2 separate regions of the Gossypium hirsutum genome follow, and region 2 is linked to region 1. The links are chromatin contacts, called in public Hi-C maps. All regions are on one chromosome and are shown on one strand. The core of a region is the stretch at or near the end of the contact, and the rest is flanking DNA. Distances in the headings are between cores, read along the strand shown. Region 1 holds the start of LOC107917721 (leucine-rich repeat-containing G-protein coupled receptor 4). Region 2 holds the start of LOC107917779 (protein S-acyltransferase 24).

The links. Hi-C and Micro-C count contacts between places; a contact is called where the count stands out from the background.
Region 2: a Hi-C map of leaf shows a contact between it and region 1, with 2.3 times the contacts expected there. The contact joins the promoter of LOC107917779 here to the promoter of LOC107917721 in region 1. A contact is called at or near these places in 11 of 34 Hi-C or Micro-C datasets (callus, fibers, hypocotyl and 2 more).

What each region holds. Positions count from the first base shown.
Region 1 is chrA08:31,709,084-31,715,780 of Gossypium_hirsutum_v2.1, forward strand. LOC107917721 (leucine-rich repeat-containing G-protein coupled receptor 4) reads right to left here and starts at 3,831. Exons shown (of 16, transcript XM_016847006.2): 1 at 3,682-3,831; 2 at 2,451-2,780; 3 at 2,234-2,362; 4 at 1,932-2,139; 5 at 1,249-1,395; 6 at 723-797; 7 at 399-470; 8 at 163-234. The coding sequence starts at 2,648.
Region 2 is chrA08:31,950,102-31,956,798 of Gossypium_hirsutum_v2.1, forward strand. LOC107917779 (protein S-acyltransferase 24) reads right to left here and starts at 4,119. Exons shown (of 13, transcript XM_016847089.2): 1 at 3,381-4,119; 2 at 2,975-3,115; 3 at 2,199-2,311; 4 at 1,894-1,973; 5 at 1,590-1,753; 6 at 835-973; 7 at 626-725. The coding sequence starts at 3,680.

The DNA of each region.
Region 1 (6,697 bases), core at 2,581-5,080:
CTTATCCACCTATCTCCCACCTATAAGACAGTACATCAACTAACCAATTTCCCACATGAACCACATATCACTAAATCTGTAGCCACAACCTTGCTCAATGTATAGCAGCTAGTAACTGTACTATTATAGTATCAATGGAAGCTCTGTAACGAGAAACTGTACCTGAGATGGAATCCAAACATCCAGCAGTAACATTACATCCTTCTAGATTCAACATAACAAGTTTGTGCAAACCTGCCATGGACAGGTAAGATGTATTAATCATGTAACAGATGTATGAGGAAATGATCCAAGAACAATTAAGATAAAACAAAGAGAAGTCCTATCCTTCTACATAGCACAGACAAAAATTTGTTCTGTTAGTCCACCACTATGCAAAAGAGCAGGTAGTCAAATACCTCTCAAATAAGACAGCCCAAAATCTGTAACGTTACTATTTGATATTTGCAACTCCTTCAAATTATTAAGCCCTGAAATAAAAGGGAAATGTAAAGCCATACCCCCCAAAAAAATCTCGAATCTACTGCCCTTATGTGAGTTGGTGCGTTGTCAATTATACATACTAAATCTTACTTGACTGTAAACAAAATTAAGAAATAATAATAGAAAATACAGTGGCAAAACCATCAGAATGCAATGATGAGCTTACATGTCAGCTTGACTTATTATTGTTGTGAGAAAAAGTACCACCCTCTATTAGCTAAAAATAATGTCCAAATTACCTGAAATAGCCTTCAAGTCCAAGTCTGTGATACATTTACAGCATCTGATATTAAGAGATTCAAGTTTGGACAAACCTGAAAAAAGTAAAAAAATGACAGCTTCAGAGCGAAGAATTTCTGGAAGAGAGTTGCACTAACCAGCTAACATAGGAACTCCAACTAAAAATTGTGTAATTCATAAAACTTGTTGACTCTTCATTCTAGAATGCATAAAGATCATATTTAAATGCAATATGAGATTGGATCCTGGTTTAGCTTATCTGCCAGCCCACACACTTTCATCCCAATATATGATATCTATTGTATTTCCATTTTCTCATGTTGTTCTCAGAATTGCATGATCAGAATATACTAAATTGCTTATGCAATTGCATGAAAGAAAATAAAATAAAAATATCAATTACAAAATACATGAAATAGAGTTCAGAAGAGGTTAATTGTTACAAACTGCACACTTTTGGAGGTGCAAACAATTCAGTAGAACACAAGCATTCTAAGGTCTCACAAGGATTCATTCAAAACAAACCTTTAATGTGTACAAATCCACCATGAATCCCTGTGCACCTCTCCAGGTCCAACTTTTCCAAGTTTATTAAGCTGGAAAAGGCACACATTCCTTCAGCTGTAATTGCAGCACTCTTTTTAAAACTCAAGGATGTCAAGTTCGTTAGACCTAAAAGTTCAAGGAACATAATGCCCGTGATCAGCACAAAAACAATGTCAAACAGCATGCCAATCCAAAGAACTATTGCATAGATATCCTAACCACAGAACGGCACTATTATGCAAAATTTTATTGTACTATTAATAAAATAGATTATATGGGAATAACATTTCTCTAACCACGATCACTTAAGAGTTTTATGGGATTTCTTTAATTTTTACAACACATTTAATAGATACTTCATACTTAACGGTTTCCAAACATGTTATATTGGAAGCATGCCATCTTTATTTTAGGTTTTTTTTGTTCCCCTTTGAAATATGATTTTAAATAAGAAACAGCACAAAATAGCAAAAGAAAAGCCTTGAAATAGAATCTGCCCCAACTTTTCAGTATCATTGGTCTACTACAGAAAATAAATAAAAGGAAAAACATATACAGAAGACTTGTAATTCTTTACAAGTATCTTGTCAAGCTAGAATCTAGGAAAATGCCAGAAACTGGCCTATGGTAACATCTATACCAAGAAAGAAATAGAACATTACCACTAATATGCTTCAGTCCAATTTCTGAAATATTTTCACAGTGGTTAAAAGTTAAGGCTTGGAGACTCGAGCACTCTTTTAGGAGACCCAAGCCAATATCTGTCACATCAGAACCTGAAAGATCAACAGAAAGTAAAGATGTTCCTTGTGAAGAGATGACATCCATCCAACTATCCTGCACTCCGGGATATTCACCCAACCAAACATCCTGTCAACACCATGAAAATCAGGTAAATTTCATTCTCTGTGAAGACATAAAAAAATAAAGGTGCTCCATTTTTAACCATTTAGGGAAAACTCACCTCTAGAGCACAATCACGAAACTTTTGAAGAAAAACATCAGTAAGAAGATGAGATAGAACCAACTTGTTGAAAACTTGTTGACTTATATCCTTTGGAAGCATTGTGAATGAACTATACTGGTTGATGTCCTGTGATAGGAAAAGAATATAATTTCAAGAAAAAAAGAAAAAAAAATCCCCTAAAGGACATGCCAGATACCAATGTGATAAGACTTACTTCGCATATTTTATGGATGCATAATTCCATGAGAGACGGGCAATTGGCCAATCCAGGCTGGTGAACCACCATGGGCCGAGAAAAGGAGGTTAGAAGCCACTTTGAACTACCACTTTTTCCGTACCTTCCAGACACTCCTCTTCTCATTCCATCTTCAACGACCTGTTGGTCTCTTTTCCTTGAACACACTCCCCCCATTAGACTAATAGTCTAATAAATTATCAATAAATATCATGAAGCAAGAAGAAAAACCAATTTACTCCCCATTTTAGAACCATCAAACATGGTCTGAACTCTGAAGTCTAAACGCTGCTTCACCTTACAACACAACTGAACAGAAACAACAGCATCAGAGAGTCAGCTCTTTAAAGTGTACAACGAATGCAAAACCAAAAGACCAACAAACCCATTATCTCGCATAAGTGACATTGGACTTATGTATAAATCAAAGCTAGCAGTACTCATCCCGAGCATTGTGAATGCAAAATTCTCGTTGGTAAACAGAAACGGCTATAGATTCATAAAAAAAGAAAAAAAAATCAGAGCCATCGAAAGCAACAGTTACAGAGAAGTTCCTGAAATCGAGCTTTGAATAGTTTAAGGGATATCTCATCGTGAGCATTAATTCAAAATAAATACAGTTATTAAAGGGGAAAAAACAGAGCTTAAGAAACAGAACGTTTAAGTGTTTAAATAACAAATTAAGCTGCACCTAATTCTTAACTTGCATCCCGAAAAAGCCAACATACATAAATTACAAACCCCTAGAATAAGTATTCAAAACCCCATTTAAAGGACAACGCATAACCTCCCTCATTAAACCATAAAATAAAATTAATAAATGCAACTAAACATTTAAAAAAATAAAAAGATCATATGAAACGATGATCAGGAAGTGTTTTTACATTTTACACCACATTTACCTGTCTACTTTATCATCAACAATTTTTTTTTTACAAAAAAAAAAAGAAGACAAAAGGTTATCAATGTAACACGTCAAAATAAAGAAAAAAAAACTTCCTCATAAAAATTCGCAATTTAAGGAGCGAAGAGCTAAGGATAGTTGAATTCTGGTGCTTTGGCAAAATAAAATAAAAGAACTTTTAACTTTTTTTTTCCTCTTGAGGAATCAAACGAAGAAAGGACGGAAAAAAGATCCTAAGAAATAAAGACCACAGTATCGAATAACGATCATATTCACAAAAAAAAAAAGAAGAGAGAAAAAGGAGACCTTAGAAAGAGAGATATAATCATCAGGTCATAATCAGAGCGGAAAAAGGCAAAACACTTGCAGAGAAATAGAAATGGAAGGAGGAGGAGGAGGAGGAGGAAGTGAAACTGAAAGAGCAAGAAAGCAGGGGAAACAAGTAGAAGAAGTGAGGGGGAGTTTGTGGAGACTTTGAAGCCGTTTGATGAGTGCCACGTGGAGAAATTTTGATGGAAAAGGACAGGTGGTGGTGTATGAGTAATGTGGGTCCCACTAGTCCCTGTTCTTTCTGCTGGACCGTTTCGGTTAGCGGGCGGGCAAGAAGGGTAAACCAAAAAAGAAAAAAAAAAGTTTGTCCAATTTTATTTTCATATTCTCCTTCGACAAGCTACTTAGTCAATACCCATCATACACGTAGCCGCCATGCTTGTCTTCTTTTATTTATTTATTTATTTTGCTTAAAATCTTTACCTTATGATTTTACATTTTATTTGATCACGCTCGTGACATCATTTACATAATTGTTTTCTTAGTACTCCTAAATAGTGATATTTTTTATTTGCTTTGTGACTTTTAAACGTCTTTTGAAAATTTTAAATTAATGTTTATGAAATTGAAAATAAATTTCAGTTTAATCGATTGAATTGGTTTTGACGATAAAAAGTAAATAAATTATTAAAAATTATAAAAATTGATTTAGTTGTTAGTTAATTAGTTCGCGAGTCAACTTATTTTTCTCTTATTAATTCAATATCTCAATTGATTCTTAATCCTATAGATCAATCTAATTCAAACAACATTTATCAAAATACACTTTTAAACTATTTATACCGGCTTACATATTAGGTTATATCCGATACTAAAAGATTATCCATAAAAAAACAGTTCACAAGGCCTAGAACATTTAATTAATCTAGTTATTAATAACAAAGATTCAACAAGCTTGCTAGAAAGGATCATGAGCAATCAAGGTTGTAAGACCAGCAAACTCGTCATTAAACACATTAAGAAGATCAACACACTAACATAACTAGACCGATAATAAACAACCATGCATCGAGTAACCCAAACTTTTGGTATAAATTACCTAAGTTACAACTATCATTCTATTTATTTACATTATATTTCTTCGATTTATTGGTAAAAAGTCCTCAGTGAAAACTAAAAAATTAATGAAGCCCTCAACAAAATTTAGCACCCAATCGAGCCTTTAAAGGATGAAAAACTAATTAATCAAACTCCTCTGTTAATATTGACCATGTTTAACCATTAAGATTCGCTAATGTGTTTGATAGACCAATCGGAAGACACATAGTAGTCACGTGTTGCCATCCAAATGAATCTGGACAATCATGTGTCCAAGGTCATCCTAGATGTATTTTTTTAAAATATTTATTTTTTAAAAAATATTTGTTGATATGACAAAATGTCATGTCAGCATGATGTACACGTGGCTACCATGTGTCACCTTCCGATTGGTTTGTCAACCACGCCAACGAGACTTAACGGTCAAACCTAGTCAATGTTAACAGAAGGGCTTGATTGATTAATATTTCATCCTTTAAGGGCTCAATTAGGTGCTAAATTTTGTTGAGGGCTTAATTGATTTTTTTTATTTTCCACTGAGGGCATTATTTACCAATAAGCCTATTTCTTTTTACCTCCTTAAACCATATTGTTTTCCTATTTCATTACAATTCACCCTAAAGTAGAAGTATAAATGAGACATTGGTGTTTGCAATCTATTTGAGTTCGACTTAAAAAATTTGAACTCAATTTAATAATTATCAAGTCAAGCTCAAGCTTGAGCAATTCAAGCTTAGTGATAGAACCTTATCAAGCTTTTCACTTTTAATATATATTTTAAATATTTTTATAGATGATGATTGAAAATTCGTGAGGCAAGTGTACATATCGATCAAGTAACAAAGTGATAAGAAGATATCGTTCCCATAATGACCAAATTCTGAGTTGCTAAATACCAACAATTCAGTTTTTATCTAATCCATATCAATAAAATAAATTCTAATTACTATTAATTAAACTTAAGCAAACTATAAAGATATTATTAAATAAAACAATAAAATTTCCTATGTTTCTCAATCAATCTTAAAGACTTGGAACTCTAACTTCACCTAATCTAATTAATCAATTATCTCTCATTATCTCTCATTCAATTGTTCAATCTATGTAATCACTAACTCAGGATTCAATGGTATTAACTAGACCTTTCTTATGTCACAGGGCTAGAAATTAAGTCTGGCAAACCATGCGACCTTAGGTGATTTCTTTACTTCTAGTTCGCCTAAGTCAGCCTATCTCTCGAAGGATGAGATTTCTTACAGAAATTCTCTAAGATACCAAAGTATAGAGGAAGCAAACTCACAAGGCAAAGGAACTCAAATCAAACACAAAAGCCACAAGAAAACTAAGCACGCCAAGTTTTTGAGTACATGCTCTCAAAAATTTTCTTTAACTCAAGAATGTGATACAATGGGATGATTACAAATAAAGGGAAGGGCTCTATTTATAGTTAAGCTTCCCTAGATCCAATGGTACAATTTGAGTTACATCAATGATTGAGATTAGTTCCTATTTACAAGATGGGAGTCCTAAGGGATTTAAATTCTATACAATCTTATCCTTTAGGATTTACAATATTCACTATGGTAACTCTAGTTTAACTAGAGTGTTTCACTGGGCCACCAAGGCTTCAAGTAGATGGGATTATCCATGTATTCCACAAATTGGGCCAATTCAAGTAGGTCAATGAGCCTCATTTAATCAGTTGTCCTCCATGAGATGCTTTATGGGCATTTTTCACGGGTTTTAATCTATGACTTGTGACATTCTCCCTACCCATTCTCGCAATGCCCTCGTCGCGTCCTCGGAATGACACTAGTTTGGCTCATCTTGGAACTGTTTCAATGCCTCGTTCGATTCCCAACTAGTCTCTCTTTCAGTTAGTTTTGCCCCTCAAAACATTTGCCTCAACTTATGTCTCTGTCTTTGCCTAACTCAAACTATATTTCTCACTTGT
Region 2 (6,697 bases), core at 2,869-5,368, 240 kb after region 1:
CTTAGAGCACTAGGCATGATATACAGTCAGCCTGCTTCTCATATAGAATGGAATACCCAAATTAAACTGGAAACACAAAATATGAATGATAAAATGTACTTCAATTTTGATAATGTATTATCTTACAGATCATAGGCACTGTCATTGTAAATGTTTGAGAACATGTCAATAGGATCTTTCTGAAGAATAAAATAATAATTTACTACCACTGTAAACCATCCCTTTTCAATCCCTTCAAAAGAAGATTCCCCACCTTCTAACATAAATAAACATGAGGAAACATCAACGATCTATTTGCTAGATAGTTGAAACCGTCGCATGAAAAAACAATCAAAAGGTATCAAATATCATATTTCTGTCCTTAAATTGTTTCTGCAAACTGGAAAGGGAACTAAACAAATGTTACAGAGAATCCCCTTATTACATCTCCAGCCATACAATGATTCCAAAAACAATTTTTGACAGCTGCAATACTCTGAAATTTTCCCAAAGGGAAAAAATGAGGCTAACAAACTAATAAACACACAGCTAGGCAGTGTCCAAAACAAATGAAATCGGTGCCACCAAAAAAAAAACTTTCAGAAAAATAATAAGAATAATAATAAATCCACGTCAAAGACTGTACCTGCTACACCTATAAAACATAACCAAACCGGCAGATGCTAGGAAAACACCCATCCATGCCAGAAGGCCAAAACCAGCTGTCAACTTTGGCAGATTTGATGCTGCAACGTATGTCCAAAGCCACAAATAAATTGGTAATAAAGAGACAAGTATAGGTACTTCTTGATGGTATGGCACAATTAACTTTCAAGAAGTGATCAAGAAACACACCCGTTATGACAGATTGAGTATAGGTCACCAGCATTACCAAGATAATAAACAAAAGAACTGGTGCAAGGCTTAATTTAGAAAGGCGTCCAAGACGGCTGTTCCCATCACATCTCTTTTCAAGCAACCTTCTAGCATTTCCCTGCAGAAACGGGTGTATAAGAAATATAAATAGGTGGGGATATAACTCAGCTGAGTTTTTAATTACAACATTACAGCATCTTAACAATTAAAAGAGAATAAAGCTAGGAGACAAAATGCCACTTATGAAAATTTCTACAGCTTCTTAGGAGTCTCTAACAAGACAAGCAAAAATCTATTATACTACCCTAAATATTTCTCATGGTAACATCACAAATCCAGAAAACCTGCTAAACCTATACAAGGAAAGATTTGGGATATCCAACAACAAAAAGCCAGTTATTTGAAAGCCCCCAGGTTCAAAGACCTGAATGCAGCCTAAGCATAGGGAAAAGTAGCTTGATTTGCAAAAGAAATTAAAAATACATTTTTAACCTTTTATGTAATGTTTGAATTCAAGTACTTTTTAATTTGTATTCTTATCAGTCATTAACAATCTTAATGCAGGGCAGAAGAGGAAGCAAGAAACATCTTTCATTTAGCCCAAGGCATGCAGTTATAATTAGCAACAAAGGGCTTGAATTGTGTAAGATTGAAGACAAAAACAAATATATATATATTATTAAACTGTTGCCAAAAGAACAATCATTAACCAAGCTAGATGCTATGGAACCTACAAGGAAAAAAGCAACTTGTCTGTGATTTTTTTCAGAAGCAAGCTGTGCAGGTGTAAGGCCAGAATTATCAGTGATCATCAAGTCCTCCTTCTTGCCAGCTTGTACTAAGACAGTGCAAGCTTCTAGATTACCCTTAATAGCTGCCCAATGGAGAGGAGTGCAACCTGATTAAAAGATGAAGCATGGTTAGTCAAGCAAAATTATGCATGCAATTAAATATTTCACAGGTACATATTGTCTATACTAGATTAACAGATGAAATTACATAGAAATGGCACTTTAAACCTAAGGATAAGAAAATTACCCTCTTTGTCCTGACGCCCTCTATCTGCATCTAGAAATAAAAGAAGACGTATGCAATCGGCAAAACCTTTATAAGCGGCCCTAGAATTATGCATATTGCAAGGAAGTTAGAATAAATATAACAGATCTGATTCTTGTAAAACTGCATTATGCAATCAAGCAATTTGTAGGAAAGAAATGAACAAAATAGTTACAATACTTAAGCAGTGCAAAGAAATAAATATAACAGATCTGACTTCACATTATGCAGACATATCTTGGACCATTCAAGTGAATAAAGAGCAAGGTAAATGAACTTCCTCTTACCAGTGCAAAGGACTTCGCCCACTATAATCTGGAATATCAGGGTCAGCATTCCATTTTGAAACAATATGATACAGGAAAGCAGTCTGACCATACTGGGTGGCAACATGTGTTACCTGCATCAAATTACATTAAATAAACGTGCATCCATCTGGAGGTTGGAGTGAAAGCAATAAGTACATGTATAACGTTATCATCCCACAATCAAATTGTAAACAGAAAAAATGAAAGCATAAGTTTGTGCATCAACTTAAGAAGCATAAGCCCACACTTGCGTTATAAACTTCAAGACCAAGAAAAAAAAAACACAATTACAAGAAAAGGGAAAAGAAAGTGTATCACCAACAGCAGTAAAGAACAGCTGCATAAATTAGAATATGATAGAGACGATACTAAAAGGAGAAATATTAGAGAGGAAATATAAGGGGGATTTAATAGGTTAGCAAGCCAGAGTAAACAAGAATGCATAGTACTTCAACATTTTTTGAGGTCCTAAACTAGGAGAGAAAGGGAACAAATATCATCTGCAGCAACAGTCTTGACTAAAATGCATAGCAAAAATATATATTCTTTAAGCCTCAAAAGATCAATATGATGTAATGAAAACCATATACTGCTGAGTTCTACTGCTCCTAAAACACATATAAATGATGCTTATGCTGGTATAAAACCAACTTCAAGCAGAGAAGAATGTCTAAAACAGCTAGCACTGTTTAGACATTTATTTACATCACTGATCACATTCCCAAATCCATTTGAGAAGAACCATATAATTTCACCTGGTAGCCATAGATGTCAGCAGCATGCACCCGAGCACCCTCTTGGAGTAAAATATCAGCAACTTGTATCGCACCTCGGACTGCACTCCAATGCAAGGCTGTCTGCCCGTTGTGATCTGCAGCATGTATATCTCCACCATGCTAGCAAATAAAGAAAACCCAAAAACCAGTCACTTCAACCGAATTTAATCCAATGAAAACTTCAATACCAACATGAAACAGCTTAAAAGAATGGATTCCCAAAAACCATTTCAGTAAACCCATTAAAAGCCTGATCAAGCAAACTTTTTAAAGATACGGAATCCATAAACCCAGTTGACTAATAAATAAAATCAACTCCAAACTCTGACAATAAAAGGCAATTCAGAAAATCCATCAAAAAACCATAAAAAGAAGGATAAAAGACCTCGATGATGTACTGAGCAGCAGCTGTTCTATTATTCAAAGCAGCCCATTGGAGGGCATAGTAACCAAGGCCATCAGGCTCGGAAAGAGAGCGACCCTCGTACTCAACCAACCTTTGGAGCTTCTCCAAATCCCCATAAGCAGCAACCGTGTAGACATCATTCCTCAAGCTCTCATCATCAACGAAACCACCAACAACCCCATTGTTCCCTCCCCCATAATATCCATTTCCATTCGCCAGAACGCCATCCAATTGCTTCAAGGGTTGAACGTCTTCAACAACCTCGATCTCCGACGACATCTCTCCAAAAAAACCCAACAACCAAAACAGTCCTACGAAGGAAAAATCGAAATCTCCTTTTCAATTATCTCCGGTTGACTTTGTTTCTGAATATTTTTTTTTAGTTTTCTCTTAAATTGGAAAAAAAATGAAAAATGGTGGGGCCGGTTAGGGTTTTTCGAGGAAAGAAGGGGAAGGGGAAGGGGGGGAGGAATGTGGTTGCGCTTTGGCGTCCTTTGCGTTTTGACTAAAGAGGCCGAAACCAATCGAAAGCCAAAGCGATTATCCGTAGGAATGAAAGTCAATTTCAGAGAAAAGAGAAGGAAGATCCATTGCCGATTGTTTCTCTCTTTTCTTTCTAATGTTTGCTCATTGACCCCGTCAACTTTACCTATTTACATCATTCAGCATATCCCTTTCCTTTTGTCAACTTGTATTTATTTCTTATTTTATTCATTTTTCATCAACGCAACTTTGTATTTCTTATTTATATTTATACTCCTACTATTTTTAATCCACTTAGCGTTATATTTTTTAAAAACCTTTATTTTCATATAAAATATTAAAAAGTTATTTTCTTGAAAATTATTTTTACAGAAAAACCTACCATCCAAATCATCTAACACATGGAGACGGGCTTTGCAAAGTTTTATTACAAGAAGGGATTTATTAAAAATAAATAAAACCTTCTCCAACGTCAATAACAAAATTCTTCTTATAATATTTTAGTTATTTAACTTTTTTAAATCAAATTTTCTTTTATCAAAAGTGGGGTCAATTTTGGTGTTGTCTCTAGTCACACCTTCTATTTTAATTTTTCTTATTCTTAGTCGACATTATCATGATTTTTCTCTACACTTTCGTGGATTTTTGTTTTGTCCATTCAACCTTTTTCTGAAAGCAATTGCAGTTTTAGTTTTTAGTTTTTAATTTTCAATCTATAGTTATTTTCTAGTGTATATATGAGATTTGATAAGGTAAGGGTACCACCCAATAGACCTATTGGGAACTATTCTCAAAGGGCCTTATCATGATAAAGTATAGTGACAGTGTTTTTAAAATTGGAATCCGAGATGATGATGAAAGGATAGACTATCTAAGACTTGGCATTTTGTGCATCACTGATGCGGTGGGTCCCTTGGGACTCTTGGCAGTAGTTTCTTGGTTGATTCGAGTTCAACATTAGGTTGGTTTGACCTTGACAAAATTTGCCTACTATGTTCATCCAACCTTGATAAGAATTGCCTACTATGTTTATTTCTCGTTTGTACAAATTTGAAGATGTTTTCCAAATGAGATGCCTACAAGTTTACCAATTTTTTTAGGCATTGAGTATTAAACCAACTTTATGTCGAGTTTTATAATTTTTAATTGACTAGCTTATCAGAGTAATCCTAAATATATGGAGTTGCAAATGTAAGTGCAAGAATTGTAAAAAAAGGGACATGTTCAAGAATCCCTTAGTCTTTGCATGGTTTCGATAATTTTAGTGCCTAAAGTTGGTAGTTTTAGAATGTATGTTGATTGTAGAGTTATTAATAGTGTTACCATTAAATATAAGCATCCAATTCCTAGACTTGACGATATGTTTGATAAATCACATGGTGCATCCATCTTAATTAAAATTTATCTCAAAAGGAGTTATCATCAAATTCTAATGAAAGGTGATGATAAATAGAACAAGCATTTTAAAACAAATATAGACTTCATGAGTGGTTGGTAATGCCTTTTGGTTTAACTAATGCACCTAGTGTTTTCATGAGAGTGATGAATCACATTTTGAGACAATATTTAGGAAAATTTGTTGTTGTTTACTTTCATGAAATTTTAATCTATAGTGCATAATTAATGACCATGTTAAGAATGTTAGATTAGTTTTGAATTGTTTTTGTTAGGAACAACTTTTATTCTAACATTGAGAAGCATAATTTTTCATAGACAAGTTGATCTTTCTAAGATTTATATTTAGTGCAAAAGGGATTGAATTTGATAAAGAAAAGGTGAGAATCATTCAAGTATGGTCTACTCCTAAATCTAATTTTGACTATAGACTTGCTAATTTGTATAAACATTTTGTGAAATATTTCTACACACTTATTGCCCTACAAATCAAAATCGTAAAAAAGAATATAGGATTTAAGTAGGACAACAAGCAAGAGAAGGCCTTTTAAAATTTGAAAGATAAGTATTGTGGTGCACCTATTCTTAAACTTCCATATTTTAATAACACTTCTAAGGTAAAATGCAATGCTTCAATGTTGGTGTTGGAGCCATTTTAATGCAAGAGGGAAGGCCAATTACTCCACCTATGACAAATAGATTTATGCCTTAGTAAGATCTTTAAAGGTGTGGTAACACAACTTATTGTTAGAATCCTATTACAAGTCTGAAAAATAAAATTAAAGTAATCAAACATTCATCAAATCATAGTACAAAGGAAGAATAAAACATACATTTAATCGAATTCTTCCAATGATCAGTTTGAACATTTTTATTACCCTAAAACACAAAAATCAGTAGAAGAAATAATACTTTGAATAGGGTAGTTGCCATCCTTTGTAACAACCCTTGTAACAGCCCGTTTTCAATGAAATCGGAACATTGGTTTCAGGACCACAAACCCGAGTTGGAAAGAAAATTTATTTTAATATTATTGCATGGTCTATATTATGATAGGAAAGACATATGAAAATTTTGATAAGAAAATTTTACTGATTTTGTGTTTAATTATAGAAAGGACCAAATTGCATGAAATGTAAAAGTTTAGTTCTAGTAGCTATAAGTATCAAATAGCTATGGAATTCAAAATTGGAGGTCCTTATATGGTAATTAGACCATTAAGAAAAGTTACTAGATATTTTTGATGATTCATACATGGAAAATTAAAAAAAGAAAAGGTCTAAATTGGAAATTGAAATAAATAAAAGATGATAAATAAATAAATATCAAATATTATCATTTTATATCATATTCTTCCCCAAATTCTATAGAAACCCTAGGAAAGAGAAAGAAAATCAAGCAAGCATAATTGAGTAAGT